Regions from separate parts of the Mus musculus genome. Here region 2 is linked to region 1. A link is a contact called in public Hi-C data. All regions are on one chromosome and are shown on one strand. Each heading gives the region's core, a stretch centred on a gene start, on an enhancer-like site or on the middle of the called end of the contact. The rest is flanking DNA. Distances are from core to core; before and after follow the strand shown. Region 1 overlaps 9130227L01Rik (RIKEN cDNA 9130227L01 gene). Region 2 has its middle 190 kb from the start of 1700003I22Rik.

Evidence for each region. A called contact is a pair of places that touch in the nucleus more often than the background predicts.
Region 2: a contact with region 1 is called in a Hi-C map of cortical neurons. The contact joins two enhancer-like sites. A contact is called at or near these places in 2 of 484 Hi-C or Micro-C datasets (cerebral cortex and cortical neurons), 1 of 115 datasets of contacts at active chromatin or transcription factors (bone marrow-derived macrophages) and 1 of 9 other capture datasets (embryonic stem cells).

What each region holds. Positions count from the first base shown.
Region 1 is chr1:55,957,798-55,963,285 of GRCm38.p6, forward strand. It overlaps 9130227L01Rik (RIKEN cDNA 9130227L01 gene), which reads left to right. Exons shown (of 6, transcript NR_045837.1): 4 at 1-209; 5 at 3,188-3,365. Among named protein-coding and RNA genes, the nearest start is that of 9130227L01Rik, 29 kb to the left of the region's middle. Within about 2 kb of position 2,669, at least 3 of the 459 cell types and tissues checked have an H3K27ac peak or open chromatin away from gene starts, as enhancers often do. A contact at or near this core is called in cortical neurons, where this site is marked.
Region 2 is chr1:56,208,957-56,214,444 of GRCm38.p6, forward strand. No RefSeq gene overlaps it. Among named protein-coding and RNA genes, the nearest start is that of 1700003I22Rik, 190 kb to the left of the region's middle. Within about 2 kb of position 2,210, at least 4 of the 459 cell types and tissues checked have an H3K27ac peak or open chromatin away from gene starts, as enhancers often do. A contact at or near this core is called in cortical neurons, where this site is marked.

The DNA.
Region 1 (5,488 bases), core at 1,419-3,918:
AAATTGAGAATGACTGGAAATGTCACCTTGTGGGATTTTCCACAGTCTGTTCATAGCAGACATTAGGTACAGAGAGCCTCACATGCTGCTACAAAAGAGGACTGCTGGACTGGAAAGTCACACAGCGGTCCTTGAGAAAGGGACTGCATCAGGTTCCACTCCGGAAGTGGAACTGTGAACTGCGGAAGTGCGAAAGAACTGCATCCTGGGTATGTCTGCTGAGAGCCACAGAGGACAGGCCGATTAACTAGGCAGGCAGGCAAGGGACATGCTACCTTGGCGCACTGAGAGCCTGGGGAGGTTTGGTCAAGTTTGGGGAAGTATCCCCAAATCCAGAGTATCCCCAACCATCCCCATGTAGCTTAATTCTGAATTCCTGGCCCCGATTAAATTCAGCGATTGTTTCTCATTTTAGAAAGCTGTCCATGTGCGTGCCACGTTCTTTTCTTAGATAAAAACATACCCACAGCTTCCATACAAAACGAAACCAAACACATTCAGAACACATGTAAGCCATTTCTCTATGGGAAAGGCCATTTGTGGTTAGCACAGAAAGTATTTATGGCTTCACTGTTAATTGTGGTTTCTTTGTATTAGCCAAAAAAGGTAGCATTCTTCATGGTAGGGATAGTATGAAAGAAATTGCCTTTCTGAAAAATGTCGGAATTTTCTGGGGTGCAAGGAAATGACTGAACTTAAGACTTTTTTTCAAAACACCAAAGAAATACATGCAAGCCCAAACTCTTTTAAATTTCATTAAAAGTTCATTCAAAATTGTTTTAATTGAACTTGGATACATTTCCAAAATAAAGACTGTATACATATACATAAATATATATATATATATATATATATATATATATATATATATATATATATATATATATACACACACACACACACATATACACATACATTGCATATTTATTGCTTGGGTGTATTAAGGTTTTCTTCTGAAACAATGTCATTTTTAATAAATATTTAATTTGCCTAAATCACTGGGCTGTTTTGCTTCTTTCTTTCTTTCTTTCTTTCTTTCTTTCTTTCTCACTTTCTCACTTTCTCACTTTCTTTCTTTTCTTTCTTTCCCACCCTCTTCTCCCCTCACTTTTAACATTTAAACTCATAGAATAATTATGGTGCTGAATGTTTTACATATTATTAAAATTATAATTTTTGTTTTAAAGTACACTTGACCATATTTTGTAAGGTGACTAAGTGAATCACAAGCTAACTACCTCTAGTATAGACTTGTGGGGCCTATACACTAATTTTTTAAAGTAGGCGTTTCTGTAGTTCTGACTCCATCAGGGCACCTCCCATGCCTGTTGTGACAGTGAGGACAACAGAGGCAAAGCGATTAGGCCAGACACTAGAACACCACGGAGGGAGACTGACGTGTCGAACAGCGCTTCTTAACTACACTGACTTTCATCACCTACGGAAAACATAGACCTCATAATGTTGTTATGCAATTTAAATATTGGGACATATATATTTATATATGTTATAAAATTTCACAAGGGAAACAAATCACCAAACCATGACCTTGATTTCTTCTTTCTGTAGGAAAAAACACTGTTTGTAAGAAGGGTTGTGAGCATAATCTGTCAATTTAATCACATACATTTATGTATATCTTATGAATGTATCTGAAATTGACTCTAAATGAACATTTTATGATGTTAAATGAAGTTTTCCAAAGATCTGCATTTATTCAAAGATCATGTAAAAAGGCTGTTAATTTAGATAAACATGTTGTGTCCATGCTGAGCACTTATGTAATTCTGGGCTTTAATTTAATAGTTACAAAATCAAATACATTCATAACTTAAACTGCACTATTATTAGTATTCAAAAATCTCTCTAGTAAAACATTTAAAGAGTTTTAGTGAATATTTTGCCCTTCCTTTCCTCTTTCAAATGGAAATTACAGTGACATTTATCAGGACATATGGATTTTAAAAATTGGGTCAAGTGATATGCTATAAAATTTCTACTTCTAATTTATTTTAATATATTTATACACTGCATCATATTGTGCACCAGCACAGAAATACATATCCATGTATCATTTACATTATTATGTAAAAAATTACTGATAGTCATAGCATATATTTTTATGCCTTTTAATGGCTTGTATTTTTATAATTATTAATATTTTAAGTAGATGAAAGTCCTTCCCCCTGCCCGTGAAAATTTTTTTTAATGAAAAAGGGAATAAAATTTCAGCCCAGAGCTCACCTATCTTCATTTTAAGAAACATGTTTGCATTTCCTTTTTATGTTACAGATATCAAATGCAAATCATTTCTGATACTAGATACAGGTGGGTCTCTTTTCCTTGCACGGGTAGCAGCTAATCGTATTTTTACTGATTTTCATGGGTTTTCAAATATTGATATTGATTTCAACCAAAAGATGAAAGCAGTTTATACTAATGAGTTTTCACTATCGTGGGTGATAGGAGATAGTGCTTGAATAAAGGAAAATGCATGCACAAGTTTTTCACTTCTTACTGTTCACAAAAGAAAAAAAAAGTGAAAAGTAAGAATTCATGCTGTGTGCCTGTTTCCTCTTGTCCTTCCTCAGCTGAGGTATCTAACCTTCCTTGGAGGTTCCCTGAGACTCCTCAGACATGCCGCTTCTTTTCCCGGTCCTCTACTTGCGTTCTAAACGTCAGCCTGTAGGGGGCACTCCTGAGCTGCCACAAAAAGACTACTGAACCGCCTGTGTGGGTCTGAGATGTATTTAATATTCATTATGTTATCAAGACATTTCCTCAGCAAAGAATCCACAGTTCATTTTTAAAGCACATGCAGCCACAATTGAGTAAAAAACAGTCTCAGGTATTGAGACAGACATTTGCCTTCCCGGGGAGGCTAATAGAAATTTAGAAAGCTTCTGTCTTGTGTGGGTATGTTTGTACTTTTTGGGATTTCCTTCTTTCTGCCATTCTTTTTTGGAGTTCAGGGTACGTTGCATAATACCCAGAGTTTTATTATCATACCCCCAGTCTTGCTGTCTCTGTCTCACTTCTGGGAAGAACCATAGATAATACATACAATCACGTGGCCCACAACCAAGGTTATAAACAATCGATCTTTAGTGAGAATGAAATATCACCTTTAAGGATGTCTGTGACACTCCACTCCTTTACCCATTTCTTGTTTCTTCCCTCTCCCCAGATCCAGTAGAATCTACTTGGATGGCAGTTCCGAGGACCACTTCATGGTATGGACCCTTCACAGGGCTACACTTCTGAGGTTCCCAACAGCATCTGGTGCACTCGCAATGGCTTTTTATATCAGTTCATAGCTACCCATCAGAGAGATTGTAGAATCATCTAACCTGATGTGTTGTGGGGTAAGTCGATATTCAGAGTTTTGCTTGCCTCCCAGGCGTTTACTCTCTCCTTCTTGGTGGATCACGTCGTTATCGTCCCTTCTGAAAGCAGCCCAAGCAACTCATTCTCTGTTCATCTTAAATTTCGCTCTCCTGTCACAATTTCACTTGCTTTTTTCCACCCGTGTTTCAACCTACCATCTCCCCATTTATTGGTCCATTTTCGAACAGAGTCCCTCCACAAGTTGTATCTGAATGATGTCCCCAAACACCTCCCTTCTCTCCTCCACACTCCAGGATAGTCTCTTGAGATCACCAGTTGACTTCCATGCTTTTAAACCTATGATGAGTCCTTCATCCTCTGTTGTGGGTAGCCCTGGGGCTGTTTGTATCTTGATGCTAATTCTGCTTCCCTAGGAGGGGCTGCCTGGGATAAGGAGTGAATCACATACTCAGGTAACTTCCTGTGAACCTTTCCCTAATGAATATTTCTAGGAATCAATCACTGGGCAAGGGGTAAGCGGGACTTCTGGGTTGAGAGGGTAAGAGGAGGCAGAAAAAGGTCTTGTTTTTGGACGGGAAGACAGGTGGAGGTCAAAGTGTAGGTAGCAGAGACCCCTGGTTCAGGTGGCAGATCCACTGGGATCCGTTACCGGGGGATTTAACTTAGAATGACTTACAAATTAGGAGGTTAGCTGTGGTGCCACTTGTGTTACCTGTTAATTTTGAAATAGTTTTGAAATAGTTTTGAAGAGAGAGAGAGAGAGAGAGAGAGAGAGAGAGAGAGAAAGTAAGTCCCAAGATGAGAACATGAGAACAGGTCGGCCTGCCCGCCAGTGCCTGGCCTGCCCACTGGTGCCCAGCTGGCGGTAGTGGTAGCGTGGGATTGACTTCATATTTCTATTTCATGCTACAGTCCTCATCTCGATACTCAAAAGTAATATCTTCTTTCCTCAATGGATAACTTTCCTTCTTTCTTAAATAGCTCTAAAGTTGCCTTCTGCTAGCCTTGCCCTTTTAAAGGACAAGACATATGTTAAGACTTTGGGGAGCTGGTTTATAGAAGAAAGCAGATTTCTCAACACAAAAGAAAGGATACACTTCAGATCCAGGGCGAACAGTGGGGGATGAGGCCAAGAGGCATCTTCTTATGAAGACCTGATAAGATTGAAGAGGCGCAAACTGAACTGTGGCCTCCAGGATGAAGTGGAGAGCCATTGGCAGGTTCCGAAGAGACAGTGAGCTAGCATCTGACTGCAACTGTATTGGTAGCATGGTGCCCTACAGTGGGGAGAACCAGGGTAATGATAAATCAGAGGAATTATTGATAGGCTTGAAGGACTATCTCATACATCAAGGGTTGGAAGCCAGGCACAGGGTACACATGTGTGATTATGGAAGCCTGAACAACATGGGAGACCTTATGTCCAAAAGTCAGAAAGTAAGTTTGTAAGTAAATAAACAAATAAATACGCTTTAAGAGTAACAGCATATAGTGTTGGAAGGGTGCACCTTCAAACAGTAATATCCAGTAAAGGAATGAGTAGGTATGCCTAGACGAGTAAAGTGGGCCTGGCTGGAAACAGATTTGTGATTATTCAGAGTCTGGACAGCATTTAAATCCCAAGAAGGTGAGGTAACCCTAGGGAGTTAGTGTAGAGATAGATTCAGAGTCTGATCCCTGCAAAACTCACAGTGTTGACACAAACATAACCAAGGAACAGGGGATGAGGGCTCTCAGGACAGGTCTGGCTGCAAGCCTGCCACCATTTTTTCAAGTTTATTCCCTTCCCCACAGTGGTACGCCTAGCCATCAATACAGCTGCAGGTAAATGCTAGTTCTCCCTCTTCCAGAGCATTCAGGTGTTTCTCATCTTAGCACGGAAGGCAGTCCAGAGAGAGAAAGAGAGGAGAAAGGGGGAGGGGGGGAGAAGGAGAGACGGATGGAGAGGGGGAGGAGATGTTGCACGGGGGAATTGGGAGGGTGAACGTCCATATGGAGTCTTAGATTTGGTATGGCCTTTGTTTGAGGATGTCTTCACTTTTCACAAAACAATAAGCATTCCAAGTTAGCTGAGCTTGCTTGAGCAGGAGTACTTTTATTTTGGTATAGTACTCCTGCAGAGGCTCTTCCTTCTGTAGAC
Region 2 (5,488 bases), core at 960-3,459, 250 kb after region 1:
TCCTTTTCTTTCCTTAATCTATTTTATTTATAGACTACATTATTATTGTATCATATATAATTATATTGCAATATAAGATTAACATATTCCCAGCAATTGTTGGAACTAGTCTAGACTAAGTTAGTACAGGTTATTAGTATAGGCAATCAGTATAGTGCAGGCGAAATGCAGGCGAAAAAAATGTAAGGTCTCAAATAATCCGACTAGAGCCCAATTTTCTAGTAAAATCACTGTTCACTATTGCTTTAAGAAAAACACGATATGTCATTTCACAAGGGAAACAAGCTATGTCAAAGAAAAATTCACAGTAGCATGCTAATTTCTCCTGTGTTGTAGTACTCTTTCAGAGCATGTGCAAGGAGCAGGGATTTAAGGTTATGGAGAGGACATAAAATGGAAGTAGAGAATCAATAGAACTTCCCATGATTTTGCCTGGTATAGTCTTTGTAAATAAACCAGATGGAAGGGTCAGGACATCTGAGATGGGGGATTCTAATATGAGTGCAGAGTGTTGTTCACTATTTCTTATATGCTTTGTCTCTCATACCATCTTACACATTTCAGTGATAAGAACAGGCCTTTTCTAACATCACATGTTGGAAGATTTACAGTACTGTCAATATAACACTGCTCGTCCCAGTTTGCCAACAGTATATTGACATAGCTTTGTGAACAGGTATTTAATGGAAAGAAGTGAGCATGACAATAGCCGGCATTGAAAGGGTAATGACACAGATTCCTATCTGCATATGAAGATACATTTTTTTCTTTTAGTGATGTTTCCCAGCACAAGGTAGTCTTCCTCCTTGCAGGGTATTTAACAATATGTGTAGACATGTTTTATTACATATCTGCAATGGAACATTGCTGACAGTTAAAGAGAGGGCACCAAGGATGCTGCTAAATGTCCGATCCTGTATGCAAGGGATGGTGCTATTCCAGTATGGCCAGATGACAGAATATACTGGGTTCAAGTTTATAACAGAAGCATAATATTTCGGTGATACATCAGCTTTGAAGAATACGTTCCTTGTTAATTTTGAGAAGAGGGGTAGCTAAATATCCTCCACGATAAGATGCTGGGGAAAAAGTGTTCCAGGAACTAGATGAATTTCCTTTTCTTACAAAAGGTTACAAAACATTCTCACCAACCTGTTGCATTCATGGTAAGAGAGCTGCCATGCTCTCCATAAATATTCATCACTATGGAAACCTTCCCACATCCATGCACTTCTATAACCTTAAATGGCAAGCGCATCTTTTCTAAGTATAGTGAAAAAAGAAGCAAATAAAGTCCTCTATGGGTATCCTATGGAACACTTGTCAGTTCTGGACCAGGTCCTGTAGAACACTTGTTAATTCTAGACCAATGTGTACAGTCTGGCTCTCCAATACGATCCTGAAGGAAACGAACAATTCTGGTATTCAGGCCTCCAGCCTCAAAACAATTCATTCAGAAAGTGTGGGATGGGGCCGTGATGGTACTTCCCCAGGAAATTCTAAGGTACAATAAAAGCCAAGAATCATTATTGAAAAAGGAGGCCAGCTCAAAGTCTTAATACATGAGAATCAAGTAGATAGGCCAATCACTTAATATGCTGACATACAATGTTCATAAAAGAGGTTTCATCAAGGTGAGCCTTGAGTGGTCTCAAGGATGCTGGACATTGTTGCTCAAGAGTTGCCAAACTGCAAGAAGGAGGCCACAGTCCCTGCTGACCCTGTGCCTCTTCGCACACTAGAAGAAATGAAAGCAGAATGGTTTCTTCCTGTTTGTGAAGGGCAGCGCCGGGTTTTTGACAAGAATAGAAGTAAAAGATACACACGGCAACAAGGAGTAAAATTTGAATCCATCCCTAAAAATTTCTACGAGAAGGGGAAATGGTGTAAACAAGCCATCTGTGTTATGATGTGAAACACATTCCCTTGTGGTGGCCCTTGCGGGGTGCCTTGATTATGTTTAAAAATGGAGGGGAGCTTGCTGCGGGACTGAAGGCAGCAAGAATCGTGGTCTTCATGTTTTCTAAATCTGCATAAAATCACTCCTGTGAGGAGATGAGACATTCAAAAGTCAGGCGATGGGTGAAATAATATAAATCTAAGAATTAAATAAGACCCAGTATTGGCAAAGCAGAGCTTTGATACTGCTCTATATAAACACGAAAATGAACTGTTATATTTAGAAGCGAACAGATTCCCATGCAGTTTGTCCTTTTTCTATCTATAGTGTGGCTTCTTCTTGCCGTGCACTGTACATTTGATGGCAGCATGTGGCTGTGGCAAATGTCCCCAGGAATCGATCCAAATCAGAAGTTCAATTTTCTTCAAGCTCTTAAAACTGCTCCAGGGGTGTAAAGTGAGTTTTGTTTCCCCTAAATTCTCATTGTCTTTTAAAGCACTTAAACACGGTTTGTGGGATTTGGGGAGAGGAGGGAAACACATGAAAAAGATCAGGTTTGCCCACTTAAACAAGCGTTTCATATTGATTTTTCTAGGAGAGACAAATTGTTAGTGAATATTTTGAGAAGTCATTTGTTCCATCTCTGTGAAATTCCTTCCTAGTTTTCCTCTTAACATAAAGTATGGACTTTTTTTTCTATCTGACTTTTATGCTACCCTTGGGTTTCGAGGTTACAGAGGATTGGTATGAATGGCAGCATGTGGCTGTGGCAAATGTGCACAGCCAGGATGCCAAGGAAACTCATGAGCCCTCAGCTCTACTTTCAGTTAATCAGAAGTAGTTAACTCTCATCGTTAGTATAAGGATTAATTTTGATAGTGGAAAATTTGCGGGATATTTGTTAAAGTAATACTATTCAGCAGTGTAAAGGGCAAATTCAAAACAAAATCTCAAAAGTCCATGTTAAGTTAAGTCAAGGAGATTAGAGTGGAGAAGATACTATGTTTTCTGCTTATATTAAGCAGAATTGAAGAGACAGGAGTGAGACCAGTGGCTGTCAGAAATGTGGGGAAGGGATAGCAAGAGAGAATGCTTAGGGATGTGGTGACTGTGGGTTAAGTTGTACAGTTATCCGTTCTCAGAGCAATGCAGCTAACTGTGCAATCACGCATCGGTACACTTATATAAAAGGTTTAAATGTTAAAAAGTGATGCCATAGTGACAGCGTCTGGCATGGCTTCCATAAACTCGATGGCTCTAGTCCCATAATCCCTAGCCTGAGTGTCACAGCCACGTATTTTAAATGTAGTCTATATTCGAGTATAATTCTTGATCAGTTCTTTCCTTTGTCACCTCTGTCTTCTTTCTCACAAAGCTCCAACAGTCTGTTTATAGTCCTAAGTCTGGCTATCTCACCTTCTGAATTTGGGGTAGTATCTCTCTTTCCTACCTTGGCTTTCTAGAATTGGCATGTGGATATTTGATGCACAGAATTTCTGTTCTGTTGCAATGATATATTATTTCTGAGCAAATACCGCATGCTCCTCACTATGATGATGCAATATAAATTTATTCTCAATGATGTGAATTCATTCGCCTCCCCTCTTACATTTTTTTCTGGCTATTTTCGTCAGTTTTTTTTTCATTAAAAATTGGATGAAATCTTTGAGGATTTCATGAAGAAATTATGGCTATATTATCTATATAGATTAATTTTCTTTCCAGTAAAAGTCCTGTACCTACATTTATTTAAGTCATAAGTAGTGTTCCTCAGTAAAGTTATATAAGTAGTTCCATGTTGGTTCTGCTTGCTGTTTAACAAATTATTCTAACAGTTCCTGTTTTTTCTATTCTATTCCTAAAATTATCAAGATCGTACAAGGATGCAAAAGTCATCAGAATCCAAACAGATTTAAGGCAGATCGAACACTGTAAAATTCAGTCATTTTTTTCCCAAATATTACAACATTGGGTCATTTGATTATTTTAGACCAAAAACATCAGAGACTATGTCAATAGTAAAGAGAAGGCAAATATTGTAACACACACACACACACACACACACACACACACACACACACACACTCACACACACACACACACACACACAGACACACAGACAGACAGACAGACAGACAGAGAGAGAGAGAGAGAGAGAGATCTGGAGATTTCTAGGATCATCCTCAAATATACTTCATGATAGGTGTGGGTCTGAGAGGCTTCATCCAGGCAGTATTAAAGGAAGGCAGCACAAAGATTGATGATATTGCAGGCAACGTAAAGATTGAACAGACTTCTTATGAACCAAAAGTTCTCAGAACATGAAAGAAAATGCTGGATTTTTTGTTTGTTTTGCTTGTTTGTTTGTTTTGAGAACCTGTTCATGATGATTTTTTTAAATGTGGTTTTATAATTATATCAGAAAAATACTTCTTATAAAAATTCCTGGAATTTGACATTTCTTATTCTATAAATTAACTCAGATGTACACATCTATTTTGTTAGATAAAAATAAGAACATTTCACAAATTTATTTCTATTTTTAGGTTAATTCCCAATGTTCCCTCCCACACCCACCCCATGGATTTTTAAAAGATATTCATGTGGAAATACAGTCTCTGTTTTAAAGAAATTTTCTTCCAGGGAGCAGCTCCTAGGTTTCCTGAGAAAATGAAGATTCTCCTGTTACTCAATAATTTTCTACTATCGAACAGTCTATTCTCACTGAAATGAATCCACCCTGCTTTCAGGGTTCTAACCCTCGCTCACAGTGCACAGTAATCGCTACTAGAATAGCCTTCCCAAGTTATCTTACTGGCTGTTCCATGCATTACTGCTGAAATATGGAAACAGCATTTAGGAAAAACTTTGGAGAGATTTGCCACAGATTTATATTGGAAAGATTTACATAAAGATGAGATCTGTATCTGTCTGCCATTCATGTTTATTTGCCATTTATGTCAGCTCATGGCATCAGGACTACACCGGCCTTGAGAGCTGAGGAGCCAAAGCCTTTCTTACTATGTGAGAAGCAAAACATTTTTATTTGATGGAAAAATTTGAAATGACTCTTCCCTAACACTTCCTGGGTTTGAAACCTTGTTAATAGTAGTTCCTTGACAGCTATAATTTTCATTGTGCTCACGTGAGCATGGGATGTGTGAAGTGTATAATAGTATATGCATATTCTAATTCATCTAAACACATTATAAGGTTTTCCTTTCAGGCACTTTTGCACATCTGTATTTAGACTTGTGTTGACTACCTGATCAATTTGAATGATTTCAAACTTTCCTGTTTATATTTCTCTCTTATCTTTATTTCTTAGTCTATCGGCATTGGCATTCTATATTTCTCACTGCAGAAAATATGAGCATTATAGTTTTCAACTATTTATGTTTTTTTAATTTTTTGTTACATTGTGTTCATAGATTAAAAACAAATTCAGATTTCAGATTAAATGTGAATTTATAATATGGTTTCTGCTAATCACTTATCCATCATCCTCCAGCCCAAATTTGTTTGTTTGTTTCTTGTCTTTTCATTCAAAATATGTTTGTTTTTATTTGTTTAACTTGGGTTCTATGG